Regions from separate parts of the Ovis aries genome. Here region 1 is linked to region 2. Evidence: chromatin contacts called from public Hi-C data. All regions are on one chromosome and are shown on one strand. Each heading gives the region's core, a stretch centred on a gene start, on an enhancer-like site or on the middle of the called end of the contact. The rest is flanking DNA. Distances are from core to core; before and after follow the strand shown.

Evidence for each region. A called contact is a pair of places that touch in the nucleus more often than the background predicts.
Region 1: a contact with region 2 is called in a Hi-C map of retroperitoneal adipose tissue, with 1.9 times the contacts expected there. The contact joins two enhancer-like sites. A contact is called at or near these places in 8 of 16 Hi-C or Micro-C datasets (blood, hypothalamus, liver and 4 more).

The regions. Positions count from the first base shown.
Region 1 is chr13:67,080,790-67,086,563 of ARS-UI_Ramb_v3.0, reverse strand. It overlaps KIAA1755 (KIAA1755 ortholog), which reads left to right. Exons shown (of 16, transcript XR_009596116.1): 11 at 158-306; 12 at 2,004-2,142; 13 at 3,370-3,492; 14 at 4,153-4,371. Among named protein-coding and RNA genes, the nearest start is that of KIAA1755, 33 kb to the left of the region's middle. Within about 2 kb of position 1,388, at least 7 of the 54 cell types and tissues checked have an H3K27ac peak or open chromatin away from gene starts, as enhancers often do.
Region 2 is chr13:66,973,184-66,979,158 of ARS-UI_Ramb_v3.0, reverse strand. LOC105606890 (a long non-coding RNA gene) reads right to left here and starts at 5,651. Exons shown (of 4, transcript XR_009595966.1): 1 at 5,087-5,651; 2 at 4,831-4,944; 3 at 2,890-2,954; 4 at 2,316-2,629. Within about 2 kb of position 1,493, at least 8 of the 54 cell types and tissues checked have an H3K27ac peak or open chromatin away from gene starts, as enhancers often do.

The sequences.
Region 1 (5,774 bases), core at 139-2,638, 110 kb before region 2:
AGGAGATGTTTTAGAGATAGAAAGGATGTACTTTCCATAAGACCTTGAATACCAGTTGGGTATTCAAGGGAAGTCAGGCAGAATCAGGGAGTGGGGAGCCCTAGAAGGTTATAGGAGAGTGGGAACTGAGCCTCAGGCTCCTTCCCTACCCTGGCAGGAGGCCTCCAGGTGTCTGAACAAGTCCAAGGAGCTGATGGAGGCCGTGCTAAGGGACCCAGGCCTGATGAGCCTCCAGCGGGAAGGCGGAGCCACCCTGGCCAGGCTGAGACAGGAGGGCAGCAGGCTGAACTTCAACCCGGACGTCAGGTATGGGCACCAGGCTTTTCCTCCCCTCCCCCATCCTGTTCCCCGGGCTGGGACCCAGAGCTGGGGCCACTTTGCTGAGGGGACACATAGGGTGGGCTCTGAGGATGTCTGGGATGGGGTGTTTGCAGTCCCCATACCCCGAGCTGAGGCTTCTACCTTGGCAAGTCCCTTCTCTGTGACCCTCCTAAGCCCAGACATTGGAGGACAAGCTCCCCCGCTTCCGGTGACCATCATCAACCAAGCACCATCTTTGACCTAAACCTTGGGCTGAGGGCCTTCAAGAGCTTGTCTCTTATTCCTCATAAGATTACATGAGGCCCACATCCTCCGATTTGGCTGATGGATGCTGAGGCTGAGTGAAGGGAAGTAAGAGCTAGGCTTTGTGAACACTAACCCCTGAACTGCCCTGCCTTCCCTGGCAGGGGCCTGAGAGAACTTCGCAGTCTCAGAACCACAGAGCGAACAGTGCACATTCCTAGAAAGCACCAATTTTCTTAAAGTTAGGGATGGGGTGGGGTGCAAATCAGCAATTAAATCAGCCAGCAATTGTAAAAATTTTGTCTCTGTTAGAATCAGCACAATTACAAAGTTTACATAATCTCCCAAGAACGTTTTGGTTATTTAACCAACCCCAAATAGCACTTAGTATGAGCACAGCATTGTTCTACGGGCCTCAAGAATGTCAACATGTTTAATTCCCACCCACAAAGTGGATCCTAGTACCGTCCTCATTTTACAGTGGAAGAGCCTGAAGCTCGGAGAGAGGATAAGTGACTTGTCCAAGGTCACGCAGCCAGGACTTAAACCCAGGCAGCCTGGCCCAGAATCTTGAACACACCACCCTGAACTGTGCCCACAGACAGATTCATGCAGATGTGAGCGCTGGACAGCAGCTCCTGGAGGTGGAGTCATCTCCCTGCCCCTCACATGGCCTGGTGGGGCTGGCACTGCCTTTCCCAGGACACCCCTGCCTGACTGGTTGGGCTCCGGGGCCCCTTTGTTTCGCCATAGGCCCATCCAGACCGCTGGCCACCAGCAGTTCCACGAGGGGGCGCTGTGGTCCCATGTGAGCCACTCTGCGTGTTGGTTCTGCAGCTCCTGCCTGTCCCCAACTTCCTCCCGCCCTTTGCCAGACAGCCTGGCATTTTCCATCCTGTTCACTCACCCGGGGCGCTCACCCATTCCCTGGAAAGGCAGTGACCCATGGGAAGGTGCGGTCAGATGAGGCTCCCTCCAGGAAAATGGACTCTCCTTCCCTCTCCTCTTTTACCTTTTCCTTCTAAAGGATCGCTAGGGCAGAGGAGGGTGCAACCACCTTGTGAAGTGGGTTCTGTTACAGAAACTGAGATGCGGAAAGGGTGAGGAATTTGCATAAGCTCCTCTTACTGGAAGGTAGCAGGCCTGGTGTGTGAACCCAGATCTGTCCAGCTCGGCTCCTACCTTCCTAGGGAAAGACAGGATCATTTGGTTTCCTGTGGCCTCTGGTCCTCCCAGTCCCCCGGAAGGCGGAGGCTGAGGCCCAGAGAGGTGTGGGGACCTGCCCAAGGTCACACAGCAAGTCAGCAGCTGAAGCACCCAGGCCAAGGCCACAGAGTTGGAGGGAGTTAGGGAGGCAGGCCTATGCTGGGCAGGAGTGCAGGGAGTGGGGGCCAAGGGATCAACATCTTGGGTTTTTCTCACCCTCCGTGGCCTCCCAGGAGCCATCTGGCCGAAGCTGCCGCCCTCTACAGCCTTGTGGATGAGCAGCTGCACGTCCTGGCCACTGTGTCCAACCACCTCCTGAGAAGGCTGGAGCTCCGCGTCCGTCTGGGCCGCCTGGAAGCTGCCATCCACCAGGTGAGAGAGGGGAAGGAGGAGGCTGGCCCAGGGACCTGAGGGTGGAAGTGGGGCTCCTGCCACTCCAGGCCCCGCCCCAGCCAGGCGCTTTGCTCTGGTATAAAGATACCAGGTTGGCACTTCTTGGAGAGCCAGGTAGGGGTTCTTGGAGCACACGACATGCACTCCGTAAGGGTGCTTGGTGACTGAGGACATAGCTCGAGACGCTACTTTTTTTTAATGTATATAATTTTGTATATTTATTTATTTCTGGCTGTACTAGGTCTTCATTGCTGCATGGGTTTTTCTCCAGTTGCGGCGAGCGGGAGCTACTCTAGTTACGATGCACAGGCGTCTCATGATGGTGGCTTCTCCTATTGCTGGTTCTAGGTTTGCTGGGCTCACTAGTTGCAGCTCCTGGGCTCTAAAGCACAGGCTCATTAGTTGTGATGCACAGGCTTCGTTGCTCCGAAGCACGTGGGATCTTCCCCAACCAGGGATCAAACCTGTGTCTCCTGCATTGGCAGGCAGTTTCTTTACCGGTGAGCCATCAGGGAAGCCCCCCAGAAGCTGCATTTCTTAAATACCAGCTTTGCCCCAAGCCCTGGGCTGGAGCCTTTGTGACCATCACTTTTCAACCTCATCCCTTACCAGCGACATAGGCAAGACTTTAGGATTTCGCCTACTCACTGATGAGGAAACGGAGTCTGGGAGACGTTACGTCACCTGCCCTTGTCGCACACCTGGGGGTCTGATCCTGGAGCCCACACCGGGCACCATCCTGTCCAAATGCCGGTGCCTAGAGCCACCACCTCCCTGCATGCTCGGGGTCGTGGAGCACAGGGTGCCTGGAGCCAGACGGCTTGGGTTCCAGTACCGGCTCCAGCACTTACTAGTGGTGTGATCTAGACAAGGTACTTAATTATTCAGTGCCTAGGTTTCCTCATCTGTTAAATGGGGGATAAAATTAGTGGCCACGTGGGGCTTTGTGAGGATAAAGTAGGTGAGTATGTGCCCTTTAGGACACCCCAGAATATAAAGAGGACTCGTGGGATCGAGAGCCATTTTACCCCATCTGTCCCTCATTGAATCCTCATGTCTCCAGAATTATAGGGGGGTGTTTCAGGCCAGGTCAGTGGGCCCCCAGATGACTGAGGATAAGACCTCAGCCTCTCATGAAAGCAGGAGGCTGGCCAAGGGATGTTTCCTCAGCAGTCTCTCACATCCAAACCTCCCTCCCTGCTCCAGGTCAGCCACTGGATGGAGCAGGAAGGAAGCCAGTGCCTGCAAGTGCTGACCCCCAAGGACGGAAGCTTGGAGACAGTGGAGAAAGCCCACGCAGAGTTCGAGGACTTCTTCCTTCAGGCTGCGGTGAGTTCCTGAGACTGAGGGACAGGATGGGAGCAGATGGAGAGGACCAGAGCAGGGTGGGGGTGGCACTGCTGGGAAAAGGTGCGAAGGTGGAGAAGTACTAGAAAGCTGCTCGAGACAGTGGGGGAAGCAGCTTGGATCACAAAGGGTTCGGCTTAGATACCGTCTCCTCCAGGAAGCCTTCCCTGACTACCCAGTCCAAAGATAACCAGTCTCAGAATCCCTGATGGATTTCTTAAAATACAGATTCCAGAGTCCTTCTCTAGTCCTACTGAATCAGCTTGGGAGGCAGGGGGAGTCTGCCTCCTCGGTGTGCTGGGCCCTGGGGCCCAGGGCAATTCAGCCCCTGTTTTAACCTTCAGGGAACTTCCAGGCCAGTTTTGTTTGTTTGTTTGTTTGTTTGTTTTTTCGGAGGGTTGGTTGGAGGGGCAACAGGGAAATAGTCAGAAAGGGAACACCGTGGTGACATAGATGAGAAGCCTCTAACTCAGACTCTGGGGTCAGGGAATTTTTCCAGAAGAAGGTGACACTAAGTAGAGTCTCAGTGGGCAAAGTGAACCCTGGGTTCCCATTTTATAGATGAGGAAACTGAGACTCAGGAAGTCTCATGCCTTGGTAGAGAGGCTGGAGCTGAGTGGACACCCTCCCCTCCCCGCTCAGGCCCAGTACCGCCGCGGCCTGGAGCTGTGCAAGCAGGCGGCCCAGCTGGCAGCAGCAGCCAGGGCTGGGGAGGCAGGAGGGACCGAGCTCCCGGAGCTGGCAGCCTTTGCCTTCACCCAGCGGGCCTTCCAGGCGAAGCTGACCCACTTCTACATGGCGGCCGAGCGGCAACGCACAGACCTGGAGACACTGCTCCACCTGCACCACTTCTGCAAGAAGGTGAGCCTTCCAGCATAGGCTTCCCACCCCTGCCCCCAGCGCCTGGAAGGAAGGGTGGGGCAGGAGCGGCGGGACACAGCGCTAGGCTCTCTTCATTCCACAGTCACTTCCACAGGAAAGAGAATCAGCTGCATTTTCTGAAAGGGAAGCAAGGTTTGCAAGATGAAGTTACCCTCCTAAACCAGATCCAGCTGATCTCTGAACCCGGTTTGTCCCACTACACAGGAGCCTCCCAGGGACACGAACTCTCAGAGGACCCTCAGAAAACAGCTGCTTCTTAAGTGATGGGTTTAGGGGCAGGTTGTTGTCGTTCAGTTGCTCAGTCATGTCGGACTCTTTGTGACCTCATGGACTGCAGCACGCCAGGCTTCCCTGTCCTTCGCCATCTCCCAGAGTTTGCTCAAACTCAGGTCCATCAGGTCGGTGATGCCATCCAACCATCTCATCCTCTATGCCCCTTTGTCCTCCTGCCCTCGATCTTTCCCAGCATCAGGGTCTTTTCCAGTCCGTCGGCTCTTTGCATCAGGTGGTCAAGCCGAGCTTCAGCTTCAGCTTCAGCTTCGGCATCAGTCCTTGCAATGAATATTCAGGGTTGATTTCCTTTAGCATTGACTGGTTTGATTTCCTTACTATCCAAGGGACTCTCAAAAGTCTTCTCCAGCACCACAGTTCAAAAGCATCAATTCTTCAGCATTCAGCCTTCTTTATGGTCCAACTCTCACATCCATACCTGACTACTGGAAAAACCATAGCTTTGACTATATGGACCTTTGTCGGCAAAATGATGTCTCTGCTTTTTAATATGCTGTCTAGGTCTGTCATTGCTTTTTGGAGCCTGGGGATTTCTGAGAATCCGATCAAAGTCATAGACTTGCCCTCCATATGTAGACCTTTGCAGGCAACTTCATGGGGTGAGAACCAGGCTGAGAACCTTGATCTTGTCCCACCTCTCTGTTGCAGAGTTGGGGCAACAGGAGGAAGAGGGGTAATGCCTCATGGGTTAAGGGTATCTGGAAGCTTCTCTCCCTTGTTTACTAAATTTAGCCAGTTTCAGCACCATCAACTTTCTCTGGAGGAAGCAAACTAGCTCCAACACAGAGGCCTTCACACTGGCTGTTCTCTCAGGCTGGGAAACTTTTTCCCCTTGATGGGCCAGCTTCTTGCCTTTGGTAAGTCTCAGCTCTTATGTCCCTTCCTCACAAAGGCCCTGCCTGAGCCCCAGCCCCTGCCCCACCCGCCCCGTTCGCTCTCATCACCCTGTGCTGATGACTTCATGGAGCTCTTTGCAGTCTGAGCTTATCCTGTGGCTCCATCACCTGCTTACCTCTCCCTTATCTGTCACTGTGAGCTGGGCTCCCCGAGCAGGGACCAGGTCCAACTGGGTCCTGGTTCTATCACGGTGC
Region 2 (5,975 bases), core at 244-2,743:
GGATGGGTGTTGGCCTCAGGGTTTTCCACAAGGGAAAACTGGAGAAGGTTCACCCTGTTCAAAACCTTCCAAGGCTCCCTGCTGCCTAGAGTCAGGGCTTTTTCCCCACCACCACAGATCCCTTGTGAAAGGCAAATCCTTCCTTGCAAACAGCACTCTACTGAGATTTACTCTGTGTCCAGCACTGGGCTAAGGCTTGACTTCACTGACCCCCCCATTAGACCCCATGAGGTAGGATCTATTATTAGCTCCAGGTCACTAAGTGAGAGCTTGGAACTGGGTCAGTCTCACTTTGAGCCACACAGTCTGAAACACCATGTTAATCTGTTTTTTTTGTTTGTTTGTTTCTTTTTGTTTTTCCCCCCACATTATTGTCTTCCTTCCTTCCTTTTTTTTTCTTTCTTGGAGTATAATTGCTTTACACTGCTGTGTTGGTTTCTGCTGTTCAACAAAGTGAATCAGCCATAAATACACATATTTTCCCTCCCTCCTGAGCCTCCCCCCCACCCCCCATTCCACCTCTCTAGATCATCACAGAGCACCGAGCTGAGCTCCCTGGGCTACACAGCAGCTTCCCACGAGCTGTCTGTTTTCTCACTGAGAGTTTATATAAGTCAGTGCTACTCTCCCAGTTTGTTCCACACTCCGTCCCTAGGTCCACATGTCTGTTCAGCATCTCTATTCCTGCCCTGCAAATAGGTTCGTCTGTACCATTTTTCTAGATCCCGTACATATGTGTTGATATGCGATATTTGTTTTTCTTGGTTTGGTTTTTGTAACTGTTTTCCAAGTGAAGTTCGACATAGTCCTTTAAAGGCACAGCAGGGAGCAGTAGAGCTGCTCTCATGCCTGGACTGCTAGGACTGCTAGACTTTTCCACCTCATCCCCCGAAGCAGCTCCCTCAACGGGCACTCAGCCACCAGATCCACCGTCCTCACAGGAGGGGCCCAGGAGGCAGAGACTTGTGGCTGCAGACCTTGGAGTCCGACCTGTGCTCTCTAGTTACCTGAGCTTAAGCTTTGGTTTTCTCACCTGCAAAATGGGGCTAAGGCCTTCCTGCTTTTTTAGGGTTTTAGTGAGGATTAGACGTGATCACTAATGTAAGGGTTCATCACCTGGGAGATGCTCCTTACATATCGCCTGCAGTTATTGGCCGTCTCTGTGGTTTGGGGTAGCCCCTTACCACCTCCTTCTGGCCTCCCTGGTGGCTCAGATGGTAAAGAATCTGCCAGCAATGTGGGAGATCTGGGTTCAGTCCCTGAGTTGGGATGATCCCCTGGAGAAGGGAATGGCGACCCACTCCAGTATTCTTGCCTGGAGAATTTCATGGACAGAAGGGCCTGGAGGGGCTAAAGACCACAGGGCTGCAAAGAGTCGGACACGACTGAGCAACTTTCACTTTCACCTTCTGGTCTTTCAACACCATAAATCAAGGGCCATGATCTCTAGAAAATGCTGTGACCCAGGAGCTGAGGCAGCTCTGACCCCTGCCGGGGACATGGCCACAGAGCCTCACTGGCTTTCCTTGCAGCTGTAGCATCCGGGCTGATGTAGGGAAGCATGGCTGTGAATAAATCTGTCAGTTTCCTGGATGCCCCCCATCTTCCCCACCCCTGTCGGGGACCCCTGCCTCATAGGAGGGCTGAAGCTAGCTGGCAGCAGAACCACATGTTGGCTGAGCTGCTAGGGAACTCTGTAATGAACTGTCCCTCAGGCTGGAGGCGTTAACCTTGCTGCCTGGGCCCTGGGGTTAACCCTTTCCCTTCACAGCCCCAGAGAAGCTAAGAGCAGAGCACATGTGAGGGAGGACCATATTGATTATCCCTTGCTGCCGAAGAAATTACCCGCACATTTAGCAGCTGGAAATAAATAACTAATAACATTCAGCTTCTGTGGCTCAGGAATCTGAATGTGGCGTCACTGGGAGGTTCTGGGTCAAGAGATTTCACAAGGCAGGAAGCAAGATGGCAGACACGTCAAGGCTTGACTCTGGGAGGATTGGATTCCACCCTCACTTGTGTAGCTGTTGGCCAGCTTCTGAAGAGCTATGACCCAGTTCACTCACACGTGCCTGTGCACGGAACTGCCTCGTGTCAAGGCAGCTGGGCTCCCCCCATACCTTCCCCTGCTCCGCCTCTGTGTAAGAGGTGAAGAGGGAGAAAGACAAGCATCCAAGCTGGAAGGCACAGACCTTTAATAACCCACCCTCTTCACCCACCACTTGTGATGCTATTGCAGGAAGGGGGATCCTTTCCTGGGCCGAGAGTGGACTCTTGTCTAACACTCGGAAATGAATTGTCTGAGGAGACACACGTGTTGACAGAGCAAGAGGCTTTATTGGGAAGGGTGGCCTGGGAGGGGGGCAGGAGGGTAAGGAGACCTAGGAGGACTCCTCTGCCACATGGCTTGCAGTCCTGGGTTTTATGGTGTTGGAGTTACTTTCTGGGTTGTCTCTGGCCAATCACTCTGACTCAGGGTCCTTCTTGGTGGTGCACACATTGCTCAGCCACGATGAATTCCAGTGAGGATTCTGGGAGGTGGTGGGACACGTGGTGTCTCCTTTGGACCTTTCCTGAACTCTTCCGGTTGGAGGTGGCTCCTTAGTTCCATGTTCCTTTCCAGTAACCCCTGTGGTAACATGTAAAATAACTCAGGCAAACAGTTACTATGGTGCCTGGCTAGGGTGGGCAGTTTCAGTCAGTGCGTTTCCCCTGCCAATGTTTCCTATTTCTTAGCTGTCAGTCAGTAAGCCCAGCCCACACTCGGGAGGGGAATTATATGAGGGTGGGAAAACCAGGAAGCCGGGCGTCACTGCGGACCATCTCACAAGGTGCCCACCTCAGAGGGGCCGCGGCTGGGACACACAGGTAGACCTAAGGCTGACTCACCTTCAGATGAACCTCTGCAGAGCTGGGAGTTGGCCTCGACTCCTCATTCCATCTATCGCCACATCCTGTTAATTCAAAATCCTAAATCGTTTCCGAATGTGACCACTCTGGACTGTAACGGCTCCAGTCAGGCCCGCATCATGTCTCACCAGGATGTCATAACTCCATCACCATCTCCTCACTGGTCCCCCTGTATCTATTCTGCCCCGCTCTGCCCCCACCATCCCTTCCACCATCACCTGTCCCTTCCTAATAGCATTCAGAGGAGTCAAAATGCAGACTTGATGCTGTCTGCCTTTGCTGAGAATGCTTCAGAGGCTCTCCGTGATCCTAAGCATGAGAATTCTCCACAGACAACAAGATTCTGCAGGGTCTGACTCGCCCTGGACCTCGACAGCCTCCCCTCACAGCACTGCTGGCTCCTCTCGAACAGGCCCTGTGCCCTCTTGACCCAGATTTCCCACACGCTGTTCCTCTTCCGGGAACACTTTTTTTTGTACCCTTCACCTAGTCAGACCCTCATTACCCTGGGGATATTGGCACAAGAGTCACTTCCTTGAAGAAGCTGACCCTGTCCAACCCTAACGGAGTTCAAGTCGTCTGTTGAAAACTCATCCTCTAGTTGTAGCGTGTTGCCGGCCCTCTGTGTCTTTATCTGATTGGTCGCTGTCTGTCCTTCCCCAAGACTCTAAGTGCCATGATGGCAGCCACCGAATCTGGTTTTGCTAGCTGCAACCATTGTGCCTGTCACCAGTGGGTGCTTAAGAAACATATATTTAAGGGACTTTCCTGGCAGTTCAGTGGTTAAGAATCTGCACTTCATTTGTAGGGGGTGCATAGGTTCGATCCCTGGTTGGGGAACTAAGATCTCGCATACCACTCGGTGCAGCCAAAACATAAAAAAAAAAAAAAAGAAAAAGAAAAGAAAAGAAACATAGAGAATTTTTTCTAAAACTTAAAGTCCTTGGGAAGATAAAACTACAATTTTAAAACAGAATTCATTAGAATCATAGAATTTTGAGGCTCAAAGGGGGTTCAGAAACTAGCCAGAGGAAATTAAGGCCCAGAGATGGGGAAGGGCTTTCTGGGCTGCAGAATGAGTGGAGACCGAGACAAGAAGACAGACCCCCGGATGACCCCCTCGCCTGCCACTTTCCATCTGCCACGAGCCCCACTAACCTCCTGCTGCTGCTGCTAAGTCACTTCAGTCGTGTCCAATTCTGTGTGACCCCGTAGATGGCAGCCTACCAGGCTCCCCCGACCCTGGGATTCTCCAGGCAAGAACACTGGAGTGGGTTGCCATTTCCTTCTCCAATGCACGAAAGTGAAGAGAAAGTGAAGTTACTCAGTTGTCTCCGACTCTTAGCGACCCTATGGACTGCAGCCCACCAGGCTCTTCCGTCCATGGGATTCTCCAGGCAAGAGTACTGGAGTGGGGTGCCATTGCCTTCTCCGCACTAACCTCCTTTTACCACCTAAACTTCACCAATGGCCCCTGATAAACACTAACATATCACCTCCATCAGTCCTAAGACTCGGCACAAAAACTCCAGAAGCTGCTGACAAAGCCTCCCTTCAGGTAAATTCTTTTCTTAGCTCTGCAACTACCAATTCCAAAGATGCACAGCCAGTCTGAAAACAGCCATTTCACCCCACGTCAAGAACAAGCCCTGCCTTTGAAAATTCTCCATTTGAGGCATTCTCCATTCCTCGCAAGTGGAGCTTTTGACCTTTTGATTTGGCCAGGACCTAAGAGGTTCTGGGCCAATTCCAAAAGGGAAACTGAGGCCAGAGAAGGGCAGAGACTTTCGCAAGGTCACTCAGGGAACCAGTGACAGGGTGAGGACCAGAACCCAGGCCTCTCCACTCTCTGGCCAGTGGCCCCTGTGTCTCTACAGTAGGCTGCAAGGAGTTGGACTGGATTAACTTAAGGGTACTTACAGGCTCTGATCTGAGGCTAATAGATTCTTCTTTGAACAGAGATTCTTCCTCAGACTGTGCTCAGCTGTGCAAATTTCTATCTCAGATCTTCAGCCGAGAGTAACTTTCTAAGTTCTGAAATGAAAATATGGCATTCCGAAACAAATCAGCCTTCCGAGAAAAAACCAACCAACGTTCCAAAAAAAAAAAAAAAAAAAAAAATTCCAAGCTGGTATTCAAATTAGTTGCCAACATTTAAAAACGAAAATATTTTTACATGCAAATCCAAGTTTCCACATTCTCATAGAAAAATCTGCCAATCTGTTATAATCCTGATCTTCCCCTCCAGTGTATGACACTTGGCTAAACTACCCAGCGGCCGTCACCCTCGTCTGTCCACAGCTGGCCACAGTGCCTGCTTCCTGTTGCCTTCCCAGGTCCTGAAGGCATTTGAATTTGGAGCCCCTGTTCCTTCGGGGTTTACAAATTCCCTCTGTAACTATTCCCCAGGTAACGGGTCACATAGGCACTGTTTGATGCCAATAGGGACAAGTGGCGTGCTTCCAGTCTGTTCTGCGGCTGGCCAAGTAGATGGTGGTGGGGAGGGAGAGCTTGATTTACACCGTGGCTTATCTGAATCCATGTATAACAGGTCATGCTGTAATGTACTTCCAAATTCTAATGAACTTTAATTACCTCAGAACCAGGACAGTCCATGCTTGTTTTGGTTGAGACAGATAAGAAATGACTCTAGAAATGACTTCATAGACTTTTAGGCCATCAAAATGAAAGCCACATGCCATCGCATTCTGGCCAAACTCGAGACCAGATTGGGATGGTCTTTTTGAAGTTTTGAGGGAAATCCGTGCTAATATCAAAAGAGGGTTTGGAGGTCTGTCTTCGGGTTCTTGAGCAATGACAGTGCTCAGATAAATTGCCTTTCTATGACCCTGCCAGGAGCTGTCACCGCTGCCTGCCCTGTGTTTCAAAATCCATGGGTATCGGGGGAGCAGGGGGTGGGGCTGAGGGAGGGGGCTTAGAGTAATGTTAGGCCACTGAGCACTTCATTAGGAGGTGGCCCAGAGAATCTGGGCAGATACTCTTACAGAGTTCTTGGCAAGCTTCAAACTTTGGAACTTTAAAAGCAATGGCTTTGTTCTTACCAC